2 separate regions of the Mus musculus genome follow, and region 2 is linked to region 1. A link is a contact called in public Micro-C data. All regions are on one chromosome and are shown on one strand. Each heading gives the region's core, a stretch centred on a gene start, on an enhancer-like site or on the middle of the called end of the contact. The rest is flanking DNA. Distances are from core to core; before and after follow the strand shown.

The links. Hi-C and Micro-C count contacts between places; a contact is called where the count stands out from the background.
Region 2: a contact with region 1 is called in a Micro-C map of muscle stem cells, with 3 times the contacts expected there. The contact joins two enhancer-like sites. A contact is called at or near these places in 1 of 39 promoter capture datasets (pre-B cells), 5 of 484 Hi-C or Micro-C datasets (liver, muscle stem cells, nephron progenitors and 2 more), 3 of 115 datasets of contacts at active chromatin or transcription factors (the HPC-7 cell line, Th2 cells and cardiomyocytes) and 3 of 9 other capture datasets (adipose tissue, liver and pancreatic islet).

The regions. Positions count from the first base shown.
Region 1 is chr1:92,040,426-92,044,042 of GRCm38.p6, forward strand. The region is part of intron 3 of Hdac4 (histone deacetylase 4); the gene reads right to left. Among named protein-coding and RNA genes, the nearest start is that of Hdac4, 140 kb to the right of the region's middle. Within about 2 kb of position 2,021, at least 28 of the 459 cell types and tissues checked have an H3K27ac peak or open chromatin away from gene starts, as enhancers often do. A contact at or near this core is called in muscle stem cells, where this site is marked.
Region 2 is chr1:92,128,992-92,132,608 of GRCm38.p6, forward strand. The region is part of intron 2 of Hdac4 (histone deacetylase 4); the gene reads right to left. Among named protein-coding and RNA genes, the nearest start is that of Hdac4, 50 kb to the right of the region's middle. Within about 2 kb of position 1,555, at least 154 of the 459 cell types and tissues checked have an H3K27ac peak or open chromatin away from gene starts, as enhancers often do. A contact at or near this core is called in muscle stem cells, where this site is marked.

The DNA of each region.
Region 1 (3,617 bases), core at 771-3,270:
GGGTGTCTAAGTAAGGTGCTCATCATAGCTAGTGATCACCAAACCCAGAAAAGTCCTGCTATACACAACTGGCATCAAGAATTCTGAGGAAGATGCACAGTCCAGGGAGATCCAGAACTCATAGCTCAGCCAGCGCAGCAGTTTTCAGGGTAGGCAGGGTCAGGAACCAAGCTAATGCCCAGGTCTATCTGATTGCAGCCAGTTCATCTCCGGGAACCCACATTACACTGACAGAATCTGGGTAACCTGCAGCTTCTGATAAAAATCTGTCCCATTCCATCTCACCCCATGTACACACGCGCACACAGATACACACGCGAACAAACATGCACACACATAAATAAACAGAGACACAGACACACATAGATACACACTCATATACACAGGTGCATACACATGCGAGTACACACACACACACACACACACACACACACAAATAAATTCATTCTTGGAAGACACTGAGCAAAGTAGGAACTTTTTATCTGACAGTAAGAATACAGATGCCTAAGTTAGATCTATATTAAGAAATTAAACAATTTTGGAATGTTGCAGGATATTTGATCATACTGTGAACCTCTAGAATCTGTTGTTTACTGGAAAAACCTGTTTCTAGTTGTTGTGTGGCTTAGCCTTAGCTCACACCTTTAATCCCTCTAGAATGCAGACACACCTTAATACACCCTTAAATCCCAAACAATGAAGGTACAGTTAGTTTGTAGAAGAAAGCATACATGTTGAAATTGATGTCTAATTTAGTAACAGACAAAGTGATGAATCAGAGAAAGATTTGACAGGATAGGCTGTGCCAACTTTCACGAGAAGAGAGAGGAAAGGGAAGCTACTTGAGGGGCAGTGCAGAAAGAGGAGGCAGTTTTACAGGGACAATTGTACAGAGATGGGCTACAGAGAGAGAACAAGCTAGACACAGAAGACGGAATGAGCTAAAGAATGAGAAGCCAGAAGATTAGAACAGACTGCCAAAGTTAGTATTAGACTAAGCAGAGCAATTTAGGAAAGACCAAGAGAAGCAGCTTGAGTCTGAGTGGAGAGGAGCTCTGAGCCAGAACAGCTGCACTGACCAGGAGCTCACAAAGAGCTATAAAGCAAGGACTATAAAGCAAGGGTGCGCTTATTAAGCAGTGAGTCTCAGAGGCTGAAGCATTCTAGGCCTAGCTAAGACTAGACAGAAGCTAGACGCTCCCAGGACTAGGCCTAGGAAAGCCTCTGAAATGACAGTTATTACAGAAGAATAAAAGTTATGTTTATATCAGAACAAATGCAAAACAAAATAAATGCATGAATGAAGAGAGAGACACTCATTGCATGCTCACAGATCAAGTTATAAAACAAAAACAATGGATTCTTTGAAATGACTAGAAGCAGACAAATTTCAGATAGCAAGGATTCAGAAAATAAAGAAAAGTCACAAATTAAAAGGTAAGAGACAAGCCGAACCACAAGAGACATGTGGTAATGTGTGAGCATGCCACATTCTGGGGCCCAGGCTTCATCTCAGGCACTGCATGTTTTTATTTACATATATTAAACATACATACATACAAAAATATTATAGACTAAAAAAAAAGCCAGCTACTTTAGATGTGACAGTGATTTCAAACAATATACTTCATAGTTTATGTCAAATAGACACACTTCTAAAAACATAACTTTCTAAGTTGGTAAGACAGAAAACTGGTCAAATTAATTCTACACTATCATCATAATCTGAAACAATATTTCAAAACCTCACCACAAAAATCATTTCCAAGAGCTTCCTGGCAAAGTACCAACCAAGTGGTCATTCATTTTAAACAACATTCTTCAAAGAAATACAAAGTGTGAGCTCTAATTCACCCTAGCAGGAGTAGAAAACCCCATTACAGAACTAGACAAAGACACTGTGAAAAAACAACAGAAAGATCATGGTCTCCACCACAAAATTCTCAAATGACATTAGTCAGCTTTCCCCAGTCATCTATACAGAGATAATGGACTCACTCACGAGAGCTAAAACAAACAGCAGTTCACACTGAGGACACGCTGAAATGAAGTCGCCACTCTGTAACTATGAGCACAAGACAAAGCTAGAAAAAACCATCTTCCATAAAGCCCTAGCAAGCAGAGATTTTGGGCTGAGGAAAGCAGTAGACATACTCCCAGGAAGCTGACAGGTTCCACCGGAGGTTCCTGTGAGAAAGACAACAGACTTACTGAGGTACCAGCACAGACAGTCATTTCTGTGACTAGGGACACAACTGTCTCTACTCTACCAACCACAATGAATCCCGCATGTACCAAAACTCAAGTGAAAAAGAAACTAAAGACTTTCACACAATGTTATTGAAAACATCCTCATATTTCTGGAATGCACTCACAATGTAGAATGAGCTCTTTACCATGAAATGTTAAGCCAGTATACTGGACCTGATGAGCAGGCCAGCCCCAGAAGGCTCCCGACACACGCCAAGCCAGCTACCTTAGTTAGAATTTCTATAGCTGTGATAAAACATCATGACCAAAATCAACTTAGGAAAGAAGAAAATTATTTCTTCATCATACAGCTTATAGTCCATTATCCAGAAGTTAAGGCAGATACTGAAGTAGAGGCTATGGAGGGGTGCTGCTTATTGTCTTGCTCCTTTTGGCTTGCTCAGCCTGCTTTCTTATAGAACTCAGGACCACCTCCTGCTCAGGGCTGGCACCACCCACAATGAACTGGGTGCTAGCTACTAATTAAGAAAATGCACGACAGACCAATTCACAGGCATTTTCTCAACTCAGTCCAAATAAATCAACAGTATCAAATTGACAATAAACTAACCAGCAAAGAACTGCCCTCAGGACAGAAGCAAATTCTGTTAGGTAGTATGACCAAGAGATCAGAAGGAAGACCTTCAAATGAAAGGAGGAGCAAAAGGCCTAGCCACCATCAGAGTAGTTTGGTGGTTCCAGATTTGTGCATCAGTCCATGCCCATCCAGTTTTACACCTACACCTCTGATGACCCCAAGTGTTGCAGAAGCACTGAGCTATGTAATGGGATGTAGAGCCTTCTGGAAAGCAGTTGTTCTCTCCTTTAGAACTCAGTTTGGGATCTAGGACCAAATGCTGTGGCTAGGCAGTGGCTCAAGGGTTTATATAGTGAAAGCTTGGTCCCCAAAGTGACAGTGGGGGTGGGGGACTGCTTTAAGGAATGGGAAGGAGTGGGGTCAGTCCTGTAGGTTAACGCCATCTAGCACTATCCCTTGAAATCTTCCAGCTTTATTTAAACACACTTTCTCACAGAAAATACATTCATATTTGGTTTTTACTCTGGATTATGTCAATTGATTCTTTTACAGCCTTATTGTATAACCTGCTTACAGTAAAATCCACATGTGTTAGATGTGTAGTTTACTAATTTTTGGTATACACACACACACACACACACACACACACACATTTCATTTTAAATCAACCTATTTGAGATTAATTTGAGTAAATCTTCCAAAAAATATGAATAAGCATATTTTCCCTAATATCCTAAACACAGAACTCTATCCCAGTCAAAATTACCTATCAATAAACCCAGAACTCTGTCTTTCACAGTAAAAAATCACCAAGCAATTCAACTCCCCT
Region 2 (3,617 bases), core at 305-2,804, 88 kb after region 1:
TACAAGCTAACAGCTACTGCCTCTGTGGCTTTAGAGGCCCACTTCCATGTTATCCTAAGACTCCATACAGCAAATGGAGTCAGTGGAGCAGTTCCCATGAATACCCTGTCCACAGAGAACATTCTGCTCTCATTCCTAAGAGAAGCACACAGACCCAAGACTTTCCCAGGCTCAAGGAACCACTGAGACCACATCACCTGCAATAGTACCCCCCACCACACACACACACACACACACACACACACATACACACACACACACTTCCAGGAAAAGCCTATGATGACTGATTAACTGCCTATACTAAACATGTTTCAAAACCAGAGACTGTAGAACCCCCAGAAGCCACAGGGACCTGGGGTCTCATAAGCTGAGCCCTGCTTGGCTCTGTTCTCTCAGCTGCACCTGAACATTTGTCCCAGCCATGGGGCCTCACCACACCTGCAGCAGAAGCTGTACATTCCCAGAAAGGCATAAGGCTTAGGGAACAAATGACATTAACAAGCGAGCTTGAGCCTAATAAGCATTCTTCCACTACCTGGGGTCAGGGGGAAAGCGGCCATGCCTAGCATATAGTTCAGATGTTATGGGAAGCGTTGAACTCTAGCTCCACCATGGCAGAGCCCTAGAACCCACCAAGGGACACTATGGCTAAAACAGGTCACTCTGTCTTTAGCATCACATATGTTAGTATTGCTTACACCCTAGATTTACTTTTCATTCATAAATCTTCCTTAAACTGTGGCAAGGATGTAGAGGTGGAAAATTAGAAGAAAATAATGAAAGACCCTGATAACATGTTCTGCACAGGCTACCTGGGCAAGACCTCACTCAACACTACACTTGTAACTCTGCCTCTGGAGCCTCTAAGGAACTCTGTCTCAAACACAGCATGGCCTGACACAACCATAAAATATGGCCAGGGCCCCCAATATCACCCCTTAGTATCTACAACAGCTGGATTACAGAGGCTACAGCCACACATGTTCCCTAAAGATACCCTAGGAAGCCCTAATGTTTGTGTCTCCCACTGACTGCAGGACAGCAGTTACAAGTCGTTTTCCAGGAGTCTGAAGAAGCTCTGGTGAAACTTCACCTGTTCTGGCCTCTTCTGATATTACACGCCAAGACGAAAAGTGTGTCTTAGACAGAGGGGAGGAAGGAGACAAGAGGAGAGACGGCCTCACCTATGGGTGAGAAGGCCTGATGGGGAGTTCACTGAATTCCTCAGACTTCAGAAAGTTCTGTCCAGACAGCAGGAAACATACTCACTCTCTAGACTCCCCTGATGCTAAAACCACAAGGTGAATCTCACACAGGGACCTTTATAAACTCAAACAGAATGCCAACGGAAGGCAGTAACTGTTCCCAAAGAGTAAAATACCCAGTGGATGTGTCTGGAATGTCAGGGGAGAAACAGCACACAGTCCCATAAATAAGTCACATCTGAGCCTAGCATCCTGGCCCACGAGCACGGCATGCAGGGCAGTTAGGCACTCTCTGAGAGGACTTTGAGCAGCAATAGTCCCTGCCTCTCTTTCTGCAGCTGCCTGTCCTGAGGCTTTGAGGGCAAGTAGGCTTGGCAGGATGTCAGGGGTGGTGGAGCTGGGCCTGGTGTTTATGTCTGATCCAGACGACTGAGGGTTCGTGACGATTTACTGACGCAAGAGCTCCCAAGCACTGCATGCCAGAAATTAATCAGGGGAGGAAGAATTCTTTTTAAGAAACCACTTGGCCTGGGCTACAGGCCTGAGGCTGAGTGTGTAAGCGGAGCCACTCCTCCTCTGGGAGCAGCACACCCAAGTCTTCCAAGCAGCTCCAGGCTGGTAAATCAGGCCCAGGCCCAGGCTGGGGAGGTCCTGCCACAATGCCTGGCTCTGCTGTGGCTGGCCACAGTATCCAGTGGCCTGCCCCAGAGCCAATCTTCTCCCAGAGGCCCCCTTCAGATGGCGTCTGCAAGGCCCCACCAGTGTGCACACTCCATGGTTGGGGTGTCTATAGAAATGACTAGATGCCTCTGATCTTGTAATCTATTGCTATTATCCCTTTCTCAAGAACTGGATTTTAAAGTTTGCAAATCAGGAGACAACCTAAAGATGAGAAAGTTGGAATGTGAGAGATGTAGCCTTTGCAGCAGCAGCAGCCTCCTCCCAGGATGGGATGTGTGCACAAGCGAGGCTTTTTCTGCTACCATCCTCTTTGTACACCCCAGGTGCCATGTGACATCAAATGCATGGTCAACTACATACAACCATGTGACATCAAACACATGGCTAGCCATGCAAAGCCACATCACATCACATGTATGCTTAACTATATACAGCCCTGTCATATCAAATACATGGCTAACTATGCATAGCTATGCCACTTCAAATGCATGGTTCAGTATACACAGCGAGTTATATCAAATGCATATCTAACTATTTACAACCAAGTCACATCAAATGCATGGTTAATGATACTCAGCATGTTACATCAAATGCATGGATTACTCCTTACAAAAGATAAATATGCTTCTAGCATTCTATCTCAAAAAAAAAAATTACTCTAGAGAAGCCATTTTGCACTCCATCTCAAGTGTGAGAGCGCCAAACCATCCATCTGCCAGCCTCTGGTTTATTGTAGCCTTTTGGTCCTTGATTACAATCAGTGTATGAGAATAGGGGAGATCCTAGGACCAAGAACTAAGGTCTTTAACACACCCTGGCCCCACAGGACAAAGGACTTGAGTCACACTTCCACTGCCCAACAAGTAGTCTGTGCCTGGCCCCCCACAACCTGATAGCCACCATACCACCTCCTTCCAAACTACCTCTCAAGGAAACTCCTGAAAGGACTCTTCACTCATGCTAAGAGGACTGGATGGGAAGTCGGGCAGGCAAGCATCACATCACTTACAAGGTACAGCAAAAATCACCTCGTAAAAGATCTGAATAAGAGTTATAAGAGTGGCTCACGGCTTCAGATACAACTCAGCCCACTCCATTTCATGGCATCCTATAAAGCATGGAACACAGAGAACAAAGCCGTCTGGACAGTGCAGAACAGGGGCCCTGAAGAGTAGTCAAACAGCATACCTGTGTCATTAGACTGAAAAACAGGATAACTGGCCCTGGTAACTAAGACCTGAACTTCCACTATGGTCTACAGCAACTGGAGTTATACCAAGCCACCCTCTGGTCAAGGATAAAATTTAAACTGTTACAGATATAAGTGTCTGCAGGCTTTGGAACACCAGGATTGTCAAGGCAGTCAGAGCTCTGAGATGCCAATGAGATGGTAGAGAGAAGGGAGGGAGAGGGGGAGAGCACTTGGAGCCATCAGCCTTTCAGGTAGCTGGCTAGCTTGCAAGCCACATGCAAATGATGAGAAGCTCAGCCCTCAAAGAACCTGAAATTGGACTTTACACCCTCGGAAGCAACAGAGGGAGAAAAGACATAACAAAGCAAAGATGGTTATTCTAACACCAAAGTGTAAGGCTCCCAATTTACACCGTTTAAAATACCTCAACACACAAAAAACCAAACCTGACAGACTAAAAGGAGGTGCCTCCAATCCACAGTCACAGCAGGGCTGACACTGGCCAGGCCACAGATCTGAGCACAGGATTATCAAACCTG